Regions from separate parts of the Gossypium hirsutum genome. Here all the other regions are linked to region 1. A link is a contact called in public Hi-C data. All regions are on one chromosome and are shown on one strand. Each heading gives the region's core, a stretch centred on a gene start, on an enhancer-like site or on the middle of the called end of the contact. The rest is flanking DNA. Distances are from core to core; before and after follow the strand shown.

Evidence for each region. A called contact is a pair of places that touch in the nucleus more often than the background predicts.
Region 2: a Hi-C map of leaf shows a contact between it and region 1, with 2.9 times the contacts expected there. The contact joins the promoter of LOC107894712 here to the promoter of LOC107893812 in region 1. A contact is called at or near these places in 11 of 34 Hi-C or Micro-C datasets (callus, hypocotyl and leaf).
Region 3: a contact with region 1 is called in a Hi-C map of leaf, with 2.6 times the contacts expected there. The contact joins the promoter of LOC107894997 here to the promoter of LOC107893812 in region 1. A contact is called at or near these places in 10 of 34 Hi-C or Micro-C datasets (callus, fibers, hypocotyl and 3 more).

What each region holds. Positions count from the first base shown.
Region 1 is chrA13:68,965,421-68,968,041 of Gossypium_hirsutum_v2.1, forward strand. It overlaps LOC107893812 (NAC domain-containing protein 92-like), which reads left to right and starts at 1,282. Exons shown (of 3, transcript NM_001326819.2): 1 at 1,282-1,655; 2 at 1,746-2,026; 3 at 2,241-2,621. The coding sequence starts at 1,466.
Region 2 is chrA13:68,611,180-68,613,800 of Gossypium_hirsutum_v2.1, forward strand. It overlaps LOC107894712, which reads left to right and starts at 1,296. Exons shown (of 2, transcript XM_016819960.2): 1 at 1,296-1,426; 2 at 1,524-2,105. The coding sequence starts at 1,424. The coding sequence ends at 1,859.
Region 3 is chrA13:68,663,737-68,666,357 of Gossypium_hirsutum_v2.1, forward strand. LOC107894997 (thioredoxin-like 1-1, chloroplastic) reads right to left here and starts at 1,284. Exons shown (of 4, transcript NM_001326831.2): 1 at 865-1,284; 2 at 219-398; 3 at 1-141. The coding sequence starts at 1,113.

The DNA.
Region 1 (2,621 bases), core at 32-2,531:
GTATTAAATACTTATCCTCAGTTAAGTATTAAAACATGTACCAAAAATAGTTAATTGTTAAAACAATAATTTACTTAATATAATGAGGTTAAATAAAGTAATAAAAGGAACTTTTTTCAATTTATTTGTACGCTTTTGTTATGTCGCACTTTTTATAAACATAAGATAAGCTTTGTTTTCACACACACATGAAAAATAAAATAGTAAAATCTAACGTTATAAAATATGACAGAATTATATAAATTAAAACCACTAAAACATATAAAATTAATTTGATTTTACGGATATCTACATAAATAGGACACAATTAATGACTAATTTATAATATGATTATATCCTATAATATATGTGATTTAGTGAATTTAAGTTAAAAATAGTTCTTGAATTTATTTTTGTTAGAGTTGTGTGCACTCAAATTTCTATTAAAGAAATAATATAGTGACAAAATTAGAGAATCTGTGTGATTTAATTTAAAATCTATACAGAACTACACTTCCTCTATTTGACTTTAATTAGAATAATGTTTGTTTAGTCGAAACTTCTCTTATATCATTTAATTTTCAACATTAGTGAATTTTCTTCTCTTCTGTTTTGATTTTTTTTATTGCTTTGTGATCGTTTTATATTGTCATAATCAACATTCGATTTTACAATTTTAATGATCACAATTGACAATGAGGAAGCTTAAAAATAATAAATTATATTTCTCACTAATATATTTCAAAAACAGATTATTATTTGCACAAAAATATGTATAAAAAAAAGGGTTTGAACCTAATAGTTTGAAATTTCCATGAAATTTCATTGATCTTGATTCCCGCGAATGGAGTGGTTTCCATTAAAGAATATTTGAAGCTAAGCTTGAAAAATTCATGGAATAAAATCATTTGAAAGCAAGCAGTATTTCCTTCAAGAATATTTGCACTTGGAAATTAATCCACAAAATTTTAATTGATTAAAGGAGATGTTCTGGGAAATTTCCAATTATCCAAAACGGGCAATAGAATTTGTTGTTCGGGTTAGGTTTTAAACATATGGAAATATTGCTAAAAATTAAAGAAAAAGTTCCCCACTAGCATAGAAACCTCCTATTTAATTATTTATTAAAGTGTGATGCTATTTGTTTTCCAAATTTTCAAACAGGCAGATATGGCTAAGAAAATAAATAAAAACGAAATTGAATAAGCCTATGAGGCTTCCTTTGTAAGTGCCTTGAAGCCTACGGATCTTTCGATGGAACATTATCTCCTCTATATAAGCTCTTGTTTTTCCCTTTGTTCTAGTTTCTTAACGGCCTTCCCTTTTTCTCTTCTGCAAAAGCTAGCTTCAGATTTCCTCTATAAAATCTTTCTCCTTTCTTTTTGCTTTCCACAACTGTTGCTCTGCATTATTTCTAGCTTTTTGGGTTTCTTTTTCTTTTGCATAAATTCATAAAGGGTTTCTATAATTTGGATCGAGTTTTCCCATGGAAGACGCCATTGTTGTTAACCAACGACAACAAGAGCTGATGGAGTTGCCGCCTGGTTTTCGGTTTCATCCTACCGATGAGGAGATTATAACTCATTATCTTTTAGAGAAGGTTATGAACAGCAACTTCAGTGCCGCTGCTATTGGGGAAGCTGATTTGAACAAGTCTGAACCTTGGGATTTGCCTGGTAAGCCTTCTTTTTCAAGCTCAGATGTTGAAATTCAAATCTATACTATTTGTATCTAATTTTTGTTTGCTGTTTGGTTGGTTACTGCAGACAAAGCCAAGATGGGGGAGAAAGAATGGTACTTCTTTTGCCAAAGAGATAGGAAGTACCCGACCGGGATGAGAACAAACCGAGCAACCCAAGCTGGATATTGGAAGGCAACTGGAAAAGATAAAGAGATTTTCAAAGGAAAAGGTTGCCTTGTTGGGATGAAAAAGACCCTTGTTTTCTATAAAGGGAGAGCTCCACGGGGAGAGAAAACTAACTGGGTCATGCATGAATATAGGCTTGAAGGCAAATTCTCTTACTATAATCTTCCCAAAGCTGCTAAGGTAATTTAATTTAAAGCTTCACTCTCAAATTCGAATTTTAGTATCTACAACTTTTTCTTATACACCCATAAGACGGAATATTTGGTTCTAATTGGAAGGGGGTTAATTTGGTTGAGGGTTTATTTTCATGGGGACCGGGGTCTCATTCTTTGCTTTTGTGCAAATGAAGAATAAAGCTCTACTTATTATTAACATATTTTTTGGCTTGTTGCAGGATGAATGGGTTGTTTGTAGGGTTTTTCATAAGAATACAGCAGGGATCAATAAAAGTCCAATTGCAATGGCTTCTCTTGGGGATGAATTTATGGACTATGCTTCATTGCCTCCTCTCATGGATCCTACTTTTGATTGTGAATCTGAATTCAAGGCCATCAATAAAACCCCAGTTTCAAGCTCTATTTTCAACCCTCAAATTCCAACCCAAGACCCCGTTTTCTTCCATCCAGAGACCTCGGATTCCGGCACTGGCAGCTTCCGAACCGAGGACGAGGCAAGTATAAGAGCATTGGCAGGCAATTACAGTGGTGATCATATCGGGCAGAGGCAGTGCAACAAGGTGGAGCAGTTTTCATCAAATCAGTCTATGGTGAGTCCG
Region 2 (2,621 bases), core at 46-2,545, 350 kb before region 1:
CGAAAGGCTTAATTGATTTTTAATTATTTTAGGAGGACTTAATTGATTTTTATTTTAAGGATATAAAAATTGTGGAAAGGAAGCTTTTTCTGCCTTTTGGTGACATTTGTCTTATTTTCCACTCTATACCTCTCTACCGAGAGATCACAAACTTTCCGCGACTCAGAAAAGAAACTAGACAGTGAGTTGTATGCGCTCCTAATAACCTACATTTGTTTCTCTTAGTCTTAATTCCTTGTTTCTTAAAAATATTTAAAAAAAAAATTCAAAAACATTGTTATACTAATCAACCGATATAGAAAAAAATGTTAAACTTATCAATGTTGTTCATGGAATGAACAGTCTAAACCTTATTATCACAATGACTAAAAATAGAGAATCTAATTCCAAAAACTGAATTGAAAAGATATAGAATATTTAAATTCAGATGTCTAAGTTTATTTGCATTTAGCTTTAGTTTCACACTTTTGAAACTTCCTTTTAACATTTCAAATTATTAACAATTTAAACTAAAAAAATTTTATAATTGTTTACATGCAGTATTTATCTTATTTGGGTTTTGAATGTTTATATCTATAATCTTTATTTTAAATATGATCACATTCATTATTATTAATAAATTAATTAAATTAGTGGTTAATATTCACCTCTTTAATAAGTCTATAAAACGCGAAAGTTTAGGCATGGAACTCGCTCAAATGAATACTTTAAAAAATTAAAAAAAATAATAAAAATAATAGGAGATTTGGATAAGCATATTGTTTAGCCAATGGAGTTGGTTGGTTTGAGGTAAATCTTAGAAGGATAATTACAAAAACAGTGATTCAGATGATTAGACAAGCATGATGTTTTCCCAATCGAGTTGTATTTGGTTGAAATCTTATGCACTTCAAAGAGCTAATAAAATATATAAGCAAAAATAAAAGCGCTAATAAAATCCTATACCATATCCCTAGGCATGCTGATCATTGTAGCTTCAATGCTAGTTTTTGATAGGCTATTCCAATTTTCCCCTTTGTTATGACTCTAATATAATAGATTTTATATATGGACCATGGACTATGATTTCTAAGATTTTACATATGGACTATGGACTACAGTTTCTAAGATTTTACTTATGGACTATGGACCATGGACCATATATGGTTTGCATTTCAGTGTATGTGATGTCAACCTCCAACTATAAACCAAACTCTATCCCATTTCCCTACTTAAGCAAACCCAATGTCCTAATCATTAAATACCAAAACAGTTGATATTGAAATATAATAATAAGTTTGTTTTCAGTTTTTTTTCTTTTTTGAACAAAAACTTTATCCCATCATATGTCATAATAATTGCTTATAAGTACCAAAACCCTTTCATATTAAGTTCTTGTTCATTCTCCGCCTTCTAATTCTGTTTTTATTTACTTGTTTCTGATATGGTAAACATCCTTTCCTTTCAATCATTTCGGTCTCAAATCCTCTTCTTCATCCATCATTCACCCTTTTCTTTTTCATTTTTTTGGGCAATTGATACAGGATGCAGAGAATGTTCTTGAAGCCATGAAAGTTGAACTGGAAGGGATGCGATATGAGAATATATACATGGAAGAAAGGCTAATAGCTTTGGAAAAAGCACTCGAAGAACATAAGAGATTGCTTGCTGAGTATAAAGCCATTGTAGAATTGACTGATCATTTACTGAGTGACATTGGTGTTGATGCAGGATTTGATAACGAGAACAACGGTAGTTTTGACGAGGAAACCATCAAGAGCTTGATAGAGGAAGCTGTGAGGGACTTCACTGAAGCACTGGACAAAGCTCAATCTCGCCCGGGCCGCCCTGGGGATGGTGGTGCCGATGGCCAAGCTTAGCAGCTCAAGTGGTGTTTCAAGGTTTGGGTCAAGCTTGGGGGTTAAGTTGTGACGTTATATACTATGCTACTTTGGAAGGGTTTAAATCAATAAAATTATTAGTTTCATTTTTTAATGGCATATCCATACATATTATAAATTTATTCGTGTTATAAGTTAATTGGGTATGAACTCAATTGGGAAAAGATGAAAACACTCTCACTACTCGCATAATAAGATTAAAATTCAGACTTCTTTAATTTTTCACATTTGAATTTTTACCATTCAATCAAACTTATTTAGGTTAATTTTTTAATAAATATGTTTGTTAAATTGACATTTCCTTTTAGTGCTATTGGTATACATCCCTCTGTCAGAGGATTTATGGCACAGTTATGAAGAAGCCATCCCTTCATGGGTGTATTTGTGTTACAGGTTCCTTGAACTCATTTGCAGTGTCTGAAGTGCAAATCCTTTTGCCATTAGTATCAAATCCTAGTAACTTCGCTAGCTATGGTTCATGGAGAGATCAGAAAAAGAATTTATAAGCCAAGTTATGCTGGAAAAGTAGACCTCAATAATCATAGTTTTAATTACTAAAAGAGAGAGGTCACACTTTTGAAACTAGCAATGATTAATTAATTTTGCCTATGTTAAAACCCAAAACAGATAACACTCACACCTTATCAACTCCACTGTCAAACTGATGCAATTGTCACTCATAAAATAAACAAATGAGACTTGTGAAAAGCTTGAAATCGCTAATGGATGGTCTTTGAAGTG
Region 3 (2,621 bases), core at 34-2,533, 300 kb before region 1:
GCATACACGCCCCTGCGCACCTCGATAGAACCGGAAGAAAGGCAGCACATGGACATTAAGGCTATAGCACATTGACTTGTGCTCCTCGTAATTAACCTGAAGAAACTGCACATCTGGATTCATCTCTGCAAATTGGCAAATCTGCCAAATCCACAATCAATCAAAATACATAAAACCCCAAAAACAAAATCTAGATACAGAGCTATACATATATATACCTTGGGATGAAGAGCCTTGCAACCACCACAACCAGGGGAGAAGAAATCTACCACAACAAGCTTATCACCAGCATTCAGAAGAGAGTCTACTAGGTCTTGTGCAGATGCAACTTCTTTCATATTTGGTTGAAGCCCTTTCTCCCACCATTTCTGAATTCGACCAATAAGACCACTTTGCATCTGATTCCATTAAACAAACCCAGAAAAAAAAAAGTGAAACCAATTAGTATTTCTTGATTGATCTATGTACAGATCAGCTTATGGGGACAAAAAGAATTTAAATCATAATACTACTACAGATTTTCAAACAAAAGAAGAAAGAAAGAGTAAAATTTCTTGTTTAATCTTTGTGTTAAAGGGAAAAAAATCAAAATTTTTACACATATATAAGGCGATTTCTATTTAAAGATTTTTGATCTTTGGTATGTAAAAACTGAGCAAAGAACTAACTGTAGAAAGCTAATAATAGAAAAGAAAAAAAGTAAATTATCAAGAAATTCAAAATTAAATAAAAATTAATCATAAAATAAATTGACACAACTAAACAAATAAAAATATACCCACGCTTTTCCACAAAAATAAGGACAAAAAGAAGCAAAGATCCAGAAATTGAAATTAACAAGATGTAAAGTTGATTAAATCAAACCTGTGCTTTGATGGGAACTTGACAAAACCTTCGCCTGTTCATACTTTTCTTCTCCAAAAAAACCATTCTTTGCCCATTAAAATCACTTCTTAAAGCCTGAGATTTAACCTTTAAAGAAGAAAAACCGTTCCTTTCTAAAGAAAACCCAGAAATTTTCTTAGGAACCAAACAAGTTCCACCTTCTAGATTCTTCGTCTGACTATAGTTACAAGTCGTAAACAGATTTCCCTTCCCCAAAACTTCAGCCATAACTAGTTTTTTTTTTTTCTCACAACGACACTAAAAAAAAACGCAGATTGAAAACTGAACCCTTTGCTATAATCTCACAATCAAAATTAAAATACAACAAAAACAGAGGAGAGTTTCTTTTGCAGTGTCTTTGAAGTTTAAAGCAAAAGTGATTTCCTTTTTCTCTTTCACCCTTTTCTGTGTAGGATTTGCTTTGCCAGTTTTTGTTGGTTATTTTAAGGTCTAAGGATTGACTTCAACCGTTGATCGGGTTTTGTCATGGTGTGAATCTAACGGTCAAAGATGTTTTTTTGTCGGATAATTTTGTATTTGATGGAAAAATTGAAAACGTATTGGATAAGGTTTTCTTTAAAAAAAATTTCATTGTGTTGGCCGGTTTTTATGGTGGTCTGGAGATGCACGTGATCAGTGAATTTTAAGACACGTAGCATCATACCTACAATTTTGCAAAAATAAAAAGAAGTTTCAGATATGCTTTGGATAAAAGGTCGTTCCTTTACCCACATCATTTCCTTTGTGGCCACCCTGGAATTTTTTTTATTTTTTATTTCCTCAGAAAAATAAAGCAACCTTGTATGTTCCACCTTAAAGATTATGAATAAATAAAAAATTAAATTTAAATATTTAATCGGGATATTATTATTAGAAAAATAAATTATTAAAAAATATAAATAAAGAAAATAGAATCATATTACTAAAATATAGCGATTTTTTAGGCGTGTAAAATATTTTCCTTAAAAATTTTTATATGCATTTAACGTATAATAAAAACCCTTAATATTTCAAATAAAACAATAAAAATGGCTAATAAAAAAGTTTTTTTTTACATAAAATAGGTGTATCTTTCCATAATATATCTTTTTATAGAGATACACCTTTTAGTGAGACAGTCTTTCATATTGTTTTACAAAGCAATTTTGCATAAATTTATATATTTATAAGATAAATTAATGTATAAAAATTATATCTTTGCAACGTTATTATTAAAATTTTCTACATAATAAAATATTATTACTACCTACATTCTAAACTACTATCAGTTTTTTACAGAAAAAATAATAATTGTTTCTAAATTTATATTTTTAAAACATTAAGTATTTTATTTTGGAATTTGATGTAAATGAAATAAATAGGGGAAATAGTTTAAAGGAACAAATTTAATAATTTTACTCAATGACCTTATTTTGTTAGGGTAAACTATATCATTAGTTATTAAATTATGGGTAAGTTTTTATTTTCTTCACTTAATTAAAAAGAGTTATAATTTGGTCATCGAATTATTCAAAAATTTTTATTTAAATCACTAGGTTATAAACTTTTCTTTTTAAAGTTCTAACAACGAGCTCCAAGCGACGATTTGACGATCGGTACGGTGAATCAATACTCATTGACGAGTAGAATAACATACCTTAGATCCAAGCCGATCTAAAAATCAATGTTAGAGATTAGAGAAACAAATTGTTTGAATTTTGTTTTGCAAATTTGCAATGTTCAAAGTTGTTTCATGA